Regions from separate parts of the Sus scrofa genome. Here region 2 is linked to region 1. A link is a contact called in public HiChIP or PLAC-seq data. All regions are on one chromosome and are shown on one strand. The core of a region is the stretch at or near the end of the contact, and the rest is flanking DNA. Distances in the headings are between cores, read along the strand shown. Region 1 overlaps KMT2E (histone-lysine N-methyltransferase 2E). Region 2 overlaps KMT2E (histone-lysine N-methyltransferase 2E).

Region 1 (4,300 bases), core at 535-3,034:
CACCTATATCCAAAAGCTTAAAATGAAAAAGAACAAGACCGCATCCTCAACTTCAAGAGGCAACATCTTTTAGATTATTCCTAAATAATATTTGTTTCTTGATTACTAAACTGACATCATCATTTTCCTCTATGGACATCAAGGAGTTAGCTAACAGAATATCCATCTCTCATACGTCTCAAAGACAGTTTACATGATCATTTTTATTTTCCACTATTACAAAAGGAGAACTTCAGCAATACAGAACATTTAAAAAAAATAGACATAAATAGGAAATGTTAACATTTTGATGCATATCCTTATACACATTTAAAAAAACACAATGAGATTACCTTGTACACATGATTTCATCAAACTACATATGTTCATCTTTCTATGTCATTAACTATTAAAAATGTCATTTCATTTCATTTTTTTTTTGGGGGGGCCACGTCTGCAGGCACATGAAGTTCCCAGGCTAGGGTCAAACCGGAGTGGTAGCCACCAGCCTAGCCACAGCCACTTGGGATCCCGGCTGTATCTGCAACCTACACCACAGCCCAAGGCAACACCAGGCACCCAACCCACTGAGCGTGGCCAGGGATTAAACTTGCATCCTTATGGATACTACCGGATTCATCACCTCTGAGCCACAATGGAACTTCCCAATGTCATTTCATTTTTGATATTTTTTTTTATTATAGTGTAACTTACATAAAAGTTAAATGTTCTAAAGTATAAGGAACCTCACCTCTTCAACCAGTGTTGAGATCAGATAATTTCACTCCACAGTAGGAATTGTGGTGTATGACAGTATTCAGCCTCAGTTTTGGGGAAGTGAGAATAGTGTTTGAAGGGGCAGGGACTTTATAGAGTCCTGCTGAGAATGCAGAAATCAATAGAAACAAGTTAATTTAGCCTGAAAGGAGACGTTCTAATTATTCCTCAATATCTCTAGATACGGTGGACCATGAGTTGGTCACAAATTTGGAGTTTGTCCATTTTGGGGTGGAAGATAAACTTTCTTATGTTTAATTCTCTATCATTCCCTCATAAATATTGTAAGAAGCATAGACAACTGCTAGTCATTAGTACAACTTATCCTTACATAATACTCATCCAGTACAAAGCTCTGCAGTAAGGGCAAGTCAAATTGGATAGGATTAGAAACCAGGAGCTTGAAAGTCGGCCTGAGAGCTGGCAAACATACTCAAGAAACATGTGACAAACACCAGTGGGAAAAGGCCATTCCGAAGGGGACGGAGGATCCTTCCCTAACACAACCAACATGATATTGAGCGTGATCTATCGATAGAGGCTTTCAACTTTTCCTACTTGCATTAAACCTTTGTGCTAGATACCACCTTAGGTATTGTTCTAAGGGCTTTGCATGCATTACCTGATTTGATCCGTCAACAAATGAGAGGAACTCAGAGAAATTAAGTAAGCCAGTAAACTGTGATAGACTCACTGCAAATACGGGTCCTTCCCAGAGCAGAGACGTTATTGCTCTGGCCTCAAGCGGAGCATCGTGAGTCATGAGCAGTCATTTCCTCTAGCCACGAAGGACAATGGACATACTGACGGCTACCAGCATTTCCGAAGATGGCTGTTGTGCCAAGTTAAGCCAGAGTTGGGGTGGCTCCGCAGCCTGGGGAAGTTGGAAATGACATTATATTGTTTTTGTAGGGCACGAGGAGAGCATGGGGTTAAAAAGTGTTAAACAGGATACTGAACACCGACAAAGCTAAAAACCCTGGGGCCCGGTGCCCCCAAAGGCGCTGGGCGGAAGTCGGCTCAGCCGCGGAGGAAGTGCGTTTCTGGAGTTCCTCCCAGATGACGCGAGCAGGGAGGCAACCCCTGCGGCGCAGAGGGAGCGCGGGGCCCCCGGCAGCCAGGAAGGTTCAGCGCGAGGGGACGTTGGCGCCCGGAGAGGGGAAAGACTCTTTCCAGCAGCAAAGCTTTGCAGCACCGAAGGGGCTTAGGCGCAGGCTATGCGTCCTCCTCCTCCCTTTCCCCGCCCCCACTGCGAGGGCGGTGCCCCCTGTGATGCAGAGATTCGCCCGGCTACGCCCTTCACCGGCCAGGCCAGCCCGCTGGCTGCCGGGACAACGCCTGGCCCCAGCTTGTTCGGGCCCGCGGCCAAGCCACGAGTTTGCGTCTGCTGCGCAGCCACCCACATCTTGCTCTCCCAGACGAGAAGTGAGGATTAAATGCTTTGGACTGCCTGGTAGAGTTCGGAGGGCAACGCCATCCCATCAGGAGCAAGCGAGTTCTCAAGTGAACGGGTTCCTCAAGTATAAAGAGGAATCTTGGGTGTGTCTATTGCATGATTAAGCCGGTCATGTATCTGTGAAAAGACTAATTTCTACAAAAGGCCAAAATTGAGTGCCGGACCCTCTCGCTCGTCATGATTGGTCTGAATGTTTGAAGAGGTCTAACTTCTCTTAATGTTTCCAACTAAAGTCAAATTCTTCTCTGTGGCCTCTCAGCTGCTCTTAGGTGAGCTAGTTCCTCCAAGGTCAGCTGAGAGAAGGGTTTATTCCCAGCTAGAACAGGGTGCTGCAGTAACATTAGTTACAAGCATCATCACTTAGGCTTCTCCCAGAATTCTGACACCTGGCAAAGCATTCCTAACTACGAATCAGTAGACAGAATTGAGAGCTGTGTGGGCACTATGCAGCACACATTTACAGCGATCTGAGAAGGGATTCTTATTCTTAGGAGACTTTTGGAGCTGTCAAAAGGTCATGGCACAAAATTAGCTAAGAAACTGTATTTGGGAGCACGGAAAGTATCTCGGGAAGAAACTCAGTTAAGGTCATTTAAGCATATTTTCCTGGAGATTGAAACGAATCTTATTGCGAATAATTTGGTTCTATGAAACCAACAGAAAACGAAGAATTCCGAGCTATCGCTCTATTTTAATCCTTAACTTTGGGTGTATTTTAAAGCTTTATTACTTATGTACAAAAAGCCTGGTTTCTGCACCTGGAATCCCTTTATTTTCCAATGGCTGGGTTCACAGATTACTAACGTTACGGGCGGGGGGGGGGGAACTTTTTAAGAAAGTCTACCAATAGCGGTCATTTGGGTAGCAATTATCAGATTATGCTTGAAACCACCACGCAGCTAAGTAATTTCTTTTAAATACAAATTTTAAGATTGTTATCTCTTTATTTTAACTAATTTGGGCAGGTTTATTTCCCTCTTCCCCATAACTTTATTTTTGAAAGTAGTATCATTATTCTCTGACATCCTACACTTAAGTATCTCTCTCTCTCTCTTTTTTTTTTTGTCTTTTTAGGGTCGAACCCGCAGCATATGGAAGTTAGTTGCCAGGCTAGGGGTCAAAATTGGAGCTGTAGCTGTCAGCCACAGCCACAATAGATTCAAGCCAGGTCTGCAACCTACACCACAAGCCACGGAAACACCCATCCTTAACCCAATGAGCAAGGCCAGGGATTGAACATGAATCCTCAGGGTTGCTAGTCAGATTCACTTCCGCTGAGCCACAATGGGAACTTGTGTCTTTTTTTACATCAATTTACCTTTAACCATGTAGTTTTCACGTTCAACAGGAAGAAAGGAACCAGGAAATCTCAAATGTGATGCAATTCATCAGTGTGCAGTTCACAATAGCTATTTTCTGTCCCTTCTTGTAGGACTGCACTGTAAATTCATAGCTCCCTCAAGAAACCATGATTGCTCAAACACACTCTTCTTCATAGCTCTTCATGCTATACTCTAATAATATTTGCATTCCTAAAGTCTCGTTAAAATATTGAACTGGGTTTCATAAAACATCCCATAAATAAGGAGTGTACTTTATGGTATCATTTCTCATAATTGTATTTTAAAAGGAGACAATCTCTTCATTGCAGTTTTAGTATCTCAAAAAAAGGTAACGTTGGAGTTCCCATCATGGCGCAGTGGTTAACAAATCCGACTAGGAACCATGAGGTTTCGGGTTCGATGCCTGGCCTTGCTAAGTGGGTTAAGGATCTGGCGTTGCTGTGAGCTGTAGCGTAGGTCGCAGACGCGGCTCGCATCCTGCATTGCTGTGGCTCTGGCGTAGGCCAGTGGCTATAGCTCCGATTCGACCCCTAGCCTGGGAATCTCCATATGCCGAGGGAGCAGCCCAAGAAATGGCAAAAAGACCAAAAAAAAAAAAAAAAGGTAATGTTATTTTTGACTGTAGTTATCTTATAAAAATAAATATAGGAACGATTAGAACTTGGTAGGTTTGTCAAAAACCTGCACTCCAGATAGATACCACAGGTAATTCTGCAGATTGACCCATAATCACCATTTTAAGAAC
Region 2 (4,300 bases), core at 780-3,279, 69 kb after region 1:
TGTAGTGATTTTTGTTACTGTGAGTTCTTGCCATGCTCTTGTCCATATGTAAATATGAAATATGGTAGGTTTGTTAAGATTTGGTTTATCATCTATTGATCGGACATTTAAGTGATTTCTACTCATATCTAGTTTATGAGTAGTAGTAAAAGACCGTCATTATTTAGTGGGAATTACTTTCTTACCAAAAATGGGATTACTGGATCTAAAAGATGTTTTACTTTTGGTATTTGTCACAAAGTTGTTTTCAGATTTACTGTGTGCTTTAAGGATGTTTTAGCACTATAAGATTTTTTAGGAGACATGTCTGGTGTCCTGTTACTTTTTTTTTTTTTTAATTAAATACTATCTTACGGTTTAGAAAAGTCCTTAAAATGTATCAACCAATTTTTTTAAACAATTGTTACCTTCTTTTTAAAATTATTTTTAGTAAGTAGCATCATTAGAAATGATGAGGATCTTGATAAAGTATTTCTGCTTTTTTGCATTGCCAGCTTGCTAGTACTTAATAGCTTTCATTTGAATCATGAGGTTATATAAAGGATCTATGGCTTGTTTACATGCTGGAACTTAACCTGCCTTTGCACTGAATTTTTTTTTTTTTTTTAATTTCTCAACCATTATCTACTCTAAAATATAAATTGTTTGCCATGAAAGTGAATCTTTTCTGGCCATAATTCCTATATGTTGCTTTAATATTAATACTGTAGATCGCAAATTGCTAAAACTGCACTTACTACCTTTTTTTTTTTTAAAAGAATTTTAAAAGAATTAATATTGTAATCAAAGGTAGTCTGGCAGCATCTATCTATTTTACCCTTTTGTTCAGCAATTCTGCTTCAAGGAATCCATGTAGTAGAAATACTACCATGGATGCAGAAAATAATGTATAGAAGTGTGTACAACTGCAACGATACCTTTAACACTGAAAAAAAAAAAGAAAAAATTTAAATATCCAACAATAGGGAATTTGTTAAATAAGCTACGGTACATTATATAATGAAATAAGCAGTTATTACCGAAAATAAGCTACATATTGTACTGACACTGAAGGATGGGAAAAAGTAAATTGTGAATATGTAGTGTATATTCTCACTTAAAAAACAAGAGTTAAGAGTTACTGTTGTGGCACGATGGGATTGGCTGCATCTTGGGAGTACTGAGATGTATGTTCAATCCCCGGTCTGTACAGTGGGTTAAGGATCCAGGGTTGTCACACCTGCAGCTCATATTGCAACTGCAGCTTGAATCTATCTGATCCCTGGCCCAGAAACTCTGTATGCCATGGGGTGGCCAAAAAAGAAAAACAAGCAAATAAAACAACTTAGATATTTTTATGGATAGAAAAATTTAAAGGTGGATACATAGCATCTTAACATGGTTTGGATGAAGACAGGTCTTTCACATTCTTAGGTACTTCTGTTTTGAATTTTGTATAATGAGCATGTATTAATTTTGGAATTAAGAAACATTCCTTTTTTAAAAAAAGAATAAGCAATTTTTAACATAACATCATTGACATTACATTAGTAATGGTTTTCAGAATATTCAGAACGTATCGGAGACTTGCATTATCCTTCAGAATCACTTGACCTCAGTTATGTCTCCTCCCTGTACTGATTCTAGCCTCTGGATCCCAAGCACCAGTCACTTAGAGCTAAATTGAGACTTTGTGAAGGGAATGGGTGAAGGGGCGAACAGTATATCAAGAAGTAGTTGACAATAGAAATTTGACTAATTAGAATGTAATTACATTAAGAAGCATTTAAACCATGAAGAGTGCAAATAATACTAAATTCTAATGGAGGGTTTTAAATAAGAGGAAGTACAAGGGTTATTATGAGAAAGTCATCTTAAATGGTGGCTTTGATAAGAATAAAGGTACAGAAACAAGTTGTGTTGTTGTGTATGCAAGGGAGACATTAATTTTAGTGTGAATTGCCCTCAGAAGTAGATTTACTACCACACCGATCAGTAAGAATTACCAGCCTAGGGCTCAGGAGGATTGATATTAAATGAGGAAATTGGGAAAGTGAAGGGTGTAAAATGCTAGGCCAGGGAACTTGTAAGTCACCCACAGTGGGTGAGTTGTTACTCCCTGTTTTTTCATTGGTTGGTTAGGTCATCATTATCATTTAGCCATTATCAGGCCAGAACTGCTGATTTACTCTATGGGCTATTTGTGCTTTTTCATGAGCAAACTATGGATTATTATGAGATTTTCTCTTCCTTAACATTTCTGCTATTTCCAAGGCTTTGTTATGTCTTGACACACTAACACATGCATAAAGCTTTGAACAGTGAAATAAATACTTCACATTCAAATTGTGATACATATAGATTAAACCTTCTTTAAATTATTTCTCCCTACTTTACCCCCTCTGCATAGTGTCCTTTATGACACTGAGTATATTAAATAATGCTTAACCTCTAATAATATTTTTAATGACAAGGAAACTATATTTGAACTTAAACTTGGGACATTTATTGTACTTTAAGCAAAAGTGTTTTTTTTTTTTTTTGGAATGCTTATGACATGGGCTCTAGATAGGATATATCACATCCACAAGATATCTGTGTTTTAGACATTTTAAAGACATTTTTTTTGAATAGCCAATAATTATAAAATTATAATTTTAAATTGATAAAAGTAAATGGAATTTTCTTTGATGCAACTTTTTTCCCTCCAGACCAGAATCCGTAGAAGCTAGCCCTGTGGTAGTTGAGAAATCCAACAGTTATCCCCACCAGTTATATACCAGCAGCTCGCATCATTCACACAGTTACATTGGTTTGCCTTATGCGGTAAGTGTCAAATGTTTCTCTTGAAGGGTATTCTTTTATTTCTATGTATAGATCTGTATCTCTCTGTTTTTTTATATCTAGAGGTTGAAAGTTGATGTGTTTGGTATTGTGCCTAAAACTGAATATTAAAAAAGCAGAATCGTTTCATACTAGCTAAATAATTAGGTATGTAATTTGTAGTTAAATTTTTTTTCATTGATCTAATTTTTATTCAAGGGATTTAAAATTCTGTAAGAGGAATTTCCTAGAAATTTTTATATTATTATTATCATTTAGCTTTTTATGATATTAATAGTTCAGTGTTACAATTCTTTACCTTCTCTATAAAAAGATGGTAGGTAGAATTACACTATTTATTGTTGATTCTAAGTTATATGGTAATTTGTATAATTACCACTTATTTAGCACTTATACATCAGGCTCTGTACTAAACATTTTTTGATTTTTTTTTTTTTTTTTTTGGCCACACCTTCAGCATAGGAAGTTCCTAGGCGAGGGTTTAAACCTGTAATGTAGCAGTAACACAGGCCACTGCAGTGACAGTGCCAGATCCTTAACCCACTCTGCCATAAGGGAACTCCCCAAGTATTATCTCATTTAATCTTCAAAGCAACCTCATAAGATAGGTATAATTTTCATCCCCATTTCAGAGCTGAGAAAGTGGAAAGCTTATCTAAGCTGATTTATTCAGTGTTGAATAGCTAGTAAGTGGCAGAGCACAAATTGAAACAGCAGCAGAACTGGACACATTGGTGATTTATTAAGGCACAATAAATGAGAGGTTTTTGCCACTTAGTCTAGAGTAAAATTACCAAAATTATGGAGTTCCTCTGTGATGCAGCAGGTTAAGGATCCAATGTTGTCACTGTAGTGGCTTGGGTCGCTGCCATGGCGTGGGTTCGACCCCTGGTCTGGGAACTTCCACATGCCACAGATGCAGCAAACAAAACAAAACAAAACAAAAAAACCCAGAATTTTGAAACTTCTGTTGTATACTTCATGGTGATAATGTCTTTGGTAACTGTTTTTGTTATTCTTTAGCCTCCACTTCCCTGAGATTTTTTAATTGGCATAGTTTTCTGAATTCATAAGTATAGTAAGAGTTAATAAAGGGAAATCATTATACTGTTCTAAGGACTATATGAAATTGAAGGTTATGAATAACAATTAGTATATCCAGTTTGTTCCTCTATTTTCTTTTAGTTGCACACATCAAGATAATTGCAACTCACACACATTTAGTGAGTTTTTTTTAAACCACTGTTCTTAAATCCACATCATAAAGGTGACCAAGGTTGTAGATAGACATTTTCATTCACTATTATGATTTAATATCTGGTTTCACCAAGTCATTATTTTAAAGGTATTAAGGAAGAAATGGGCCAATTTCATATCTCTTGAATATTAAAGTTAAGGATTAAATTTTATTTAAGTTGTTTATTTCATATTGCCATTGAACTTATATTGTGCTGTATTTGTGTTTAATTATCAGGAC

The links. HiChIP or PLAC-seq counts read pairs in DNA pulled down with a chosen protein or histone mark.
Region 2: an H3K27ac HiChIP or PLAC-seq map of alveolar macrophages shows a contact between it and region 1. The contact joins two enhancer-like sites. A contact is called at or near these places in 2 of 47 Hi-C or Micro-C datasets (embryonic fibroblasts and liver) and 1 of 2 datasets of contacts at active chromatin or transcription factors (alveolar macrophages).

The regions. Positions count from the first base shown.
Region 1 is chr9:104,888,902-104,893,201 of Sscrofa11.1, forward strand. The region is part of intron 1 of KMT2E (histone-lysine N-methyltransferase 2E); the gene reads left to right. It overlaps LOC106504991, which reads right to left. Exons shown (of 3, transcript XM_013979822.2): 3 at 1-1,630. The coding sequence ends at 1,535. Among named protein-coding and RNA genes, the nearest start is that of KMT2E, 15 kb to the left of the region's middle. Within about 2 kb of position 1,785, at least 80 of the 83 cell types and tissues checked have an H3K27ac peak or open chromatin away from gene starts, as enhancers often do. A contact at or near this core is called in alveolar macrophages, where this site is marked.
Region 2 is chr9:104,957,327-104,961,626 of Sscrofa11.1, forward strand. KMT2E (histone-lysine N-methyltransferase 2E) reads left to right here. Exons shown (of 26, transcript XM_021102573.1): 3 at 2,691-2,805; 4 at 4,298-4,300. Among named protein-coding and RNA genes, the nearest start is that of TRNAD-GUC, 41 kb to the left of the region's middle. Within about 2 kb of position 2,030, at least 1 of the 83 cell types and tissues checked has an H3K27ac peak or open chromatin away from gene starts, as enhancers often do. A contact at or near this core is called in alveolar macrophages, where this site is marked.